2 separate regions of the Capsicum annuum genome follow, and region 2 is linked to region 1. A link is a contact called in public Hi-C data. All regions are on one chromosome and are shown on one strand. Each heading gives the region's core, a stretch centred on a gene start, on an enhancer-like site or on the middle of the called end of the contact. The rest is flanking DNA. Distances are from core to core; before and after follow the strand shown. Region 1 has its middle 7.3 kb from the start of TRNAL-AAG. Region 2 holds the start of LOC107873847.

The links. Hi-C and Micro-C count contacts between places; a contact is called where the count stands out from the background.
Region 2: a Hi-C map of leaf shows a contact between it and region 1, with 3 times the contacts expected there. The contact joins the promoter of LOC107873847 here to the enhancer-like site in region 1. A contact is called at or near these places in 3 of 5 Hi-C or Micro-C datasets (bud, leaf and placenta).

The regions. Positions count from the first base shown.
Region 1 is chr6:219,717,491-219,721,140 of UCD10Xv1.1, reverse strand. No RefSeq gene overlaps it. Among protein-coding and RNA genes, the nearest start is that of TRNAL-AAG, 7.3 kb to the right of the region's middle. Within about 2 kb of position 1,985, at least 1 of the 5 cell types and tissues checked has an H3K27ac peak or open chromatin away from gene starts, as enhancers often do. A contact at or near this core is called in leaf, where this site is marked.
Region 2 is chr6:219,784,466-219,788,115 of UCD10Xv1.1, reverse strand. It overlaps LOC107873847, which reads left to right and starts at 1,845. Exons shown (of 4, transcript XM_016720782.2): 1 at 1,845-2,066; 2 at 2,148-2,528; 3 at 2,643-2,718. The coding sequence starts at 1,845. It overlaps LOC107874648, which reads right to left and starts at 441. Exons shown (of 2, transcript XM_016721409.2): 1 at 1-441. The coding sequence starts at 153.

The DNA of each region.
Region 1 (3,650 bases), core at 736-3,235:
GCGTGTGACACACGCATTGAAGGAGCGTTTGGGTGACATTTTTATAATTTTTCAGTGGCATTTTCGTAATTTTAATTCTTCTTCTTCTTTCTTCAATCTATTAACTTACCATCATATTTTTCCTTAACACATCCTTATGCTAAAATGGTCAAATCAAGAATCTTATTTCTTTTATGAAAGAAGAAATAAAAAAACAAGAATGATTAAATCAAGAAATAAGAATGCTTAATTATAAGAAATAAGAATGCTTAAGAAATAAAGCTAAATCAGTGAACAAAATTGAATTCAAACAAAATCAATAAAAAAAATTAAAATCAACGCATAAAACCAGGAAAAATCAGTGAAGAAAAATCGAAAATCGAAGCAAAATTTATGAAAGAAATTAAACAATAAAGCTAAATCCATGAAGAAAAATTAAAATCAAATAAAATCAATTAAAAAAATTAAAAATTGACTGGTGGGGTTGGAGGGGCGGCGAGATGGGTGAACTGGTGGGGTGGAGGTGGGTGGGCGGACTGATGGGGTGGGTGGGTGGGGTGTTTGAAGAAGAAGGTTGGTGGGGTGGGTAGGTTAGGGGAAGGGGGTATTTTTTATTTAAATTAATTATTCATAAATTATTTGAGTATTTTTTATTTAAAATTAATTATTGGGGAAAAGGGTAATTATTGATTTTTTTTTTGAAAAAAATTAATTAATAATTTAAAAATTATTTTTTAAAAAAATGACACGTGTTGGCGTATTATTTATCACTTTCAACATCATCAGGTGCGTGTAATAACGCACACAATATAAATTTGCTGATTCAACAAAAGGTACCAAAGTGACACACTTTATACCTAATTGAAGTGTCAAAATGAAACAATGTCCACCTAAAATATTTAAGTGAAAAATAATGCATACTTAAAGAGGCTGCGTATGAGTTTTGCCAAATAAATACAAGTAACTCTCGTTGCACGTATTAAGTGAAAAGTTCTACATATAGTACTAATTAATCGCAATAAAGGTAAATTACTTACACCGTTAAGTATATACTATAAATAAAATCTGTCAATTAATTATTGAGCTAGCAAAAAGAGTTTTACAGTGATTAGACAGCATTACTGAATGACATGTGAAGATGGTGGAAAAGTGAGATTTTGGGTAGTGGAACAAGGAGGCAAATTAGTGGACACAGAATTTTTTTGAGCTGCTTTGACCTTCCCAGTGCTTCCACTTTTTTATATTTCTCTTTTAGATTTTATTTGCATGAAACATAGATTTGTCTACCTGTCTAACGCACGATCCACTACTTGATTCTTTTATTCTATCATTAGTCGTCGTTATTAAATAGCAGTTTGGGGTTTCAAAACTCTCGCTATGATGCATGGAGTTCAGGAAAAAGCTGTACATAGTTTTATATTATATAATATTTGTTAGAGATTGTTTTCACACTTTAAATTCGTGTCTCCTGATTACATCTTCCACTTTATCAACTATGCAAGAGTACTCCTCATCATCATTAACCGTTATTTTTGTATTGATCGCTAATAAATTGGATTCATGCAGGATAAATTTTGTTTGGAAACACGGACACACAATTAAAGAGCCCGACAGGGTAGCAGCGAAAAATATCAACATTAAACTTTTCCTTTTAACTTGAACCAAAAAGAGATAAGCAAACCAAGCAAAATAATGATATGGGGCAGCAGGTAACTCAACCAAAACGAAACAAGACAAGAATAAAGGCAATCACACAAGACACAAGATTTACGTGGAAAACCTTCAGTGTGAAGAGTAAAAAACTACGGGACCAAAACCTCCACTATAATCACAACCAAATTGTTACAATATTGTTCTCCAAAATGGCCACCAAAACAAGTGCCAAACAACAAGCAACAATACATACACTACAACACCAAAACAAGAGAGTAAAAGGAGTACAAATACCAAAAACGTAGATGCTGTTCAGAGATGAAAAACAGGAGCTACAGGCCACCAAATCAAGCTCTGCTAATTCCTAATCAAAGATCGAGATGAGAGGAACATGCATTCCAAAAATCAGCTCAATCGGACAAGAAACGAAGTGGGAATCGCAGTTTAAAGATGACTGTTGTGGCTGAATTTTCTGGGCGAAAATTTGCACTCTCTGATCCTTTTTTTGTGTGGCTGCAGAATATTTTTCTGTGTATGTTCAGAATAAGACCTGAAAAGGTCAATATATATGCCTCATATAATTGGGCTATGGGAAAAGTGGGCTGGTCCAATAAATTGGGCTACATTTTATCCACATAGGAAGGGACAAAGGCCCATGACCCAACAATTCTCCCCCTCTCGACTATGTGGAGGAGACCGCCATCCCGGCGATCATGCAACAATATTTAAACTTTCCTCTTGGCAAAGCTTTAGTCATCATGTTGGAACCATTTTCATCCGTGTGAATCTTCTCAAGTTCAAGCAACTTAGAATCCAACTCATCCCGAATCCAATGATATCTCACATCAATGTGTTTAGACCGACCATGAAATGTAGAATTCTTGCCAAGATGTATGGCACTTTGACTGTCGCAATAAAGCACATACCTCTCTTGAGCACAACCAAGTTCCCCCAAGAATCTCTTCATCCAAAGCAATTCTTTACAAGCTTCAACAACAGCAATAAACTCAGCTTCTGCAGTAGATAGAGCAACACATTTTTGCAACCTAGATTGCCAAGACATAGCTCCCCCTGCAAAAGTAACCAAATACCCTGAAGTAGACTTGTCAGTATCAACATCACCAGCCATGTCTGTATCAGTATAAGCACAAAGAATAGGATTCCCTGTACCAAAACACAAACTCAGACTAGAAGTGCCACAAAGATATCTCATAATCCACTTTAACGCATTCCAATGTTCTCTTCCCGAATTAGAAAGAAAACGGCTAACAATACCAACAACATGAGCAATATTCGGTCTTGTACAAATCATTGCATACATCAAACTACCAACGGCTGAAGCATAAGGAACTTTCTTCATATCTTCCTTCTCATCATCACTGGAAGGACACTGTTTCGTGCTCAATTTGAAGTGCATAGCTAAAGGTGTACTGACGACCTTAGCCTTATCCATGTTGAACCTTCGAAGTACTTTCTGAATGTACTTCTCTTGTGATAACCACAACTTCTTGGCCTTCCTGTCACGGATAATCTGCATGCCAAGAATCTGCTTTGCTGGTCCTAAGTCTTTCATAGAAAAAGATTTACTCAACTCTTGCTTCAACTTTTGAATCCTGCAAGTATTATGACCAACAAAAAACATGTCATCAACATAAAACAACAGAATAATAAAGTCACCATTAGAGAATTTTTGCACAAAAACACAATAGTCTGAAGTAGTCTTCTTGAAGCCCTGCTGACTCATAAAGGAACCAAACTTCCTGTACCACTGCCTAGGAGCTTGTTTCAAACCATACAAGTTCTTCTTCAATTTGCAAACATAATTCTCTTTTTCCTTGACTTTAAAAACTTTGGGCTTCTCCATATAAATTTCTTTATCTAAGTCACCATGGAGAATAATAGTTTTAACATCCATTTGCTCAACCTCTAAATCTAGACTTGCGGCTAAACCTAGAACCACACGAATGAATGACATCTTCACAACCGGAGAAAATATCTCATCAAAATCAACTTCCTTT
Region 2 (3,650 bases), core at 596-3,095, 67 kb before region 1:
TGAAAACAAGTCCGGAGCAGTCCTAGGCATTCGATACAACTCTGAAGTGCTTCCTGAGATATATCCTTGAAACGACATGGATTTCTCCGACAACTTTCCCTTAAGCCTGTTCTTCTCCTCGATTACTCTCCGGTGACCTCTCGGAGATGCCATCTCAGTATAGAAATATCGGTTTATTTATACAGAGAATAGTAGAAAAAGGCGGAAAAGAAGAGGAGGAACGGCTACCGTTAGGCTGGCACAGAGTTTTCCGGCGATCATAACCAGAGTAGTAGAATGGTAATTAAGGAAGAAACAAAGGGTGAAATATAGAGCTCATAACTCAACGCGGAGAAGGAATGAAGAGAATGGTGGCGATGCGTAAGGCCTATTTATTGTAAGGGACGAATATAAAGGGCAACATTTCGGAGAGTCAAATGGATTAAAGGACCTAAGCCCTCCGCCTAAAAATATTACCGTTGTTTAAGAAAATAAAAAAATATATTAAAATTTGTGATATTAAATTAAAATTATATTAAATATATTAAAATATTTTTTAAATTTATGGTATTAAATATACCACATGAATAAAAATTAAAGTATTTTTCTAAAAAGGAATTATTCTTTTTGAAATAAATTTAAAAAATAGACTGTTCTTTTTAAGTAGCCGTTTGATCATAGAAATATTTTATTTTATTTTTAAGAAAATTATTTTACTTTAGTAAAAACACGTTGTACTTGATCATGAATTTTTCAACTTTAATTTCAAAAATTAATTTTCATGACTAAACGGGGAAAATAGATAGTGAAAGGCGTAGGTAACATAACTGTAGTCGTTAACGAAGAATTGTAGTGTTTATTTGTTGCGGTTCTTCAGTGGCTCGTGAGACGTCAAGGGGATTTCCACATATTTGGTGACACGATTGCACTCCTAATAAGCCAATGACCTTTTCAGAAAATAAAATATACTCACTAATATGAATATATGATTAAGAAAGTATTTTTTTTTAATCAGAATTTTGTTCATTATTAAAGTTCAAACATGCAATGCGACTTCTGTTTAATAATAAAAGAAATGTCATCTATCATATCGCATTATTTTTGAGAGTATAAAATACCATCGACATCATCAATGCAATTACTCCAGTTCATTGTTATAGGAAGAGTGAACCAGCATTCCAGTTAAGAGAATTTTATTTTTCCTCAATAGCTAAGGTCATTATTCTTAGCTTTTACTAACACGTAATACTTTTTGCATCGAAATATACTAATTAAGGACGTTCAAATGGTCAAAATAGTATTTAGAGAGTCCAGTTACATTTTCCTTTCATATTATTATCCTTGTATTTAAGTAATTCTTATGTGTAATGTTATTTGAAAAAGTTAAGAAAATCAAAATTAATCAAATTCGCACTTGACAACTATTGAAGAGAAAAAAGACGGCTAGCCGGGTAAATATGAGAAAATTTAATAAAAGATTTGAATCTAGAACAGTGTATCAATAAAAGATTTATAAGAAAAGTTTTTAAGTGCATAAGACAAATGGTTTTAATCTAGTAAGATTAAAGAATGGCTTGGTAAGATATGTCCAAATCTTAAAAGTAGTAACTAATGGTGGAGTAGGGTCATGTCCGGGGGGTGGGGTGGGGTGGGGTAGGGGTCCGGTGTTGGGTTAGGTTTGAAAGGCGGAGTGCGAAGTTTTAAGGGAGGGGATATGAGAGATGATAGGTTGAGGGTAGGGTCGTGGAGCATAAGGACCCTTCAAGGTAAGTTGATAGAATTGGTAAAAATTCTTAGGAAGAGAAGGATCAATATTGTGTGTATTCAGGAGACCAAGTGGGTAGATTCTAAGGTTAGGGATGTAGATGGGTACAAGTTGTGGTACTCTGGTAGTGAGAGACGTAGGTATCTTAGTGGACAAGGAGCTTAGGGGGCAGGTAGTGGAGGTTAAAAGGGTTAGTGATAGGGTGATGACTATCAAGTTGGTCTTTGGGGGGTTTACTTTGAATATCTATAGTGCGTATGTGCCTCAAGCGGGCCTGGTCAAGGAGGAGAAGAAGAGATTTTGGGAGGTTTTGGACGAGGCGGTAAGAGGCGTACCTAGTTCGGAGAAGATTTTCATAGGAGGGGATTTCAATTGGCACATCGGGTCTTTGCCGATGGGTTAGGATGACGTGCATGGAGGCTTCGGGTTCGGGGATAGGAATGTTGAGGGAGCTGCTCTTTTAGATTTTGCGAGGGCCTTTGGGTTGGTGGTAATGAATTTCAGCTTTTCGGAGAAGGAGGAGCATCTGGTTACTTTCCCTAGTAGGCTAGCCAAGACTCAGATCGACTTTTTGCTGCATAGGAAGGGGGATAAGGCAATGTGTAAGGATTGTAAGGTAATTCCGAATGAGAATCTTGCGACCCAACATAGGCTTCTGGTGATGGACTTGGTTCTCAAAAAGGGCAAGAAGAGATGGGGTGGGGAGGGTCGACCTAGAGTTAGGTGGGGTGGCCTGACTCTAGTTAGTACCTTGGAGATAGGGGCGAAGTTGGAAGGGATGAGGGTTTGGGAGTGTAGGGGGGACGTGGATAGTATGTAGGATAGGGCAGCGGGTGACATCAAAGAGTCTGCTAGAGAGGTGTTGAGTGTCTCGAGGGGCTGGTCTGGCCGGTATCAGGGGGATTGGTGGTGGAATGAAGATGTTAAGAAGAAGGTGGAGACAAAGAAGACAACTTATGTTAAGTTGCTGGAGAGTATGAATAGAGAAGAGAGGCAGATTAGCAGGGAGGGGTATAAGTTACTAAAAAGGAGGCTAAGCTAGCAGTTCCAGCTGCTAAGACAATATCTTTTGAGAGTTTGTATAAGGGGTTAGAGGAGACAGACGGGGTAAAAAGGCTGTTTAGGCTTGCCAAGGCTAGGGAAAAGAAGAGTCAGAATCTGGATCAAGTGAAGTGCATTAAGGGGGAGGATGACAGAGTATTGGTGGAGGACGCCCTTATTAAGAATAGATGACAGTCGTATTTTCATAGACTCTTGAATGATGAGGGGGACAAAGGTGTTATGTTAGGGGAGTTGGAGCACACCAGGGAGTGTCGCGATTTTAGCTATTATCGGCGTTTTAAGGTAGAGGAGGTCAGGGAGGCTATTCACAAGATGCGAAGGGGCAGGGCGTCGGGGCCCAACGAGATTCCGGTAGATTTTTGAAATTTTTCTAGCGAGGAAGGGTTAAGGTGGTTGACCAACTTGTTTAACGACATTTTCAAGTCCGCAAAGATGCCTAAGGCGTGGAGATGAAGCATGATGATTCCTTTATATAAGAACAAGGGTGACATTCAAAGTTGCAATAACTACACGTGTATTAAGTTATTGAGTCACACGATGAAGATTTGGGAGAGGGTAGTGGAGCGGAGGTTGAGGAAGATTGTGTCTATTTCGGAGAATCAATTTGAATTTATGCCTGGTCGCTCGATGACGAAGGCAATTCACCTAGTGCGGAGACTGGTAGAGAAATATAGAGAGAGAGGAAGAGGGATCTTCACTTGGTGTTTATTTACTTGGAAAAGGCATATGACAAGGTCTCTAGGAGGTTCTTTGGAGATGCTTGAAGGCGAGGGGGGTCCCTGTGGCGTACATCAAAGTAATTAAGGATATTTATGAGGGGGTAAAGACTCGGGTAAGGACTTTG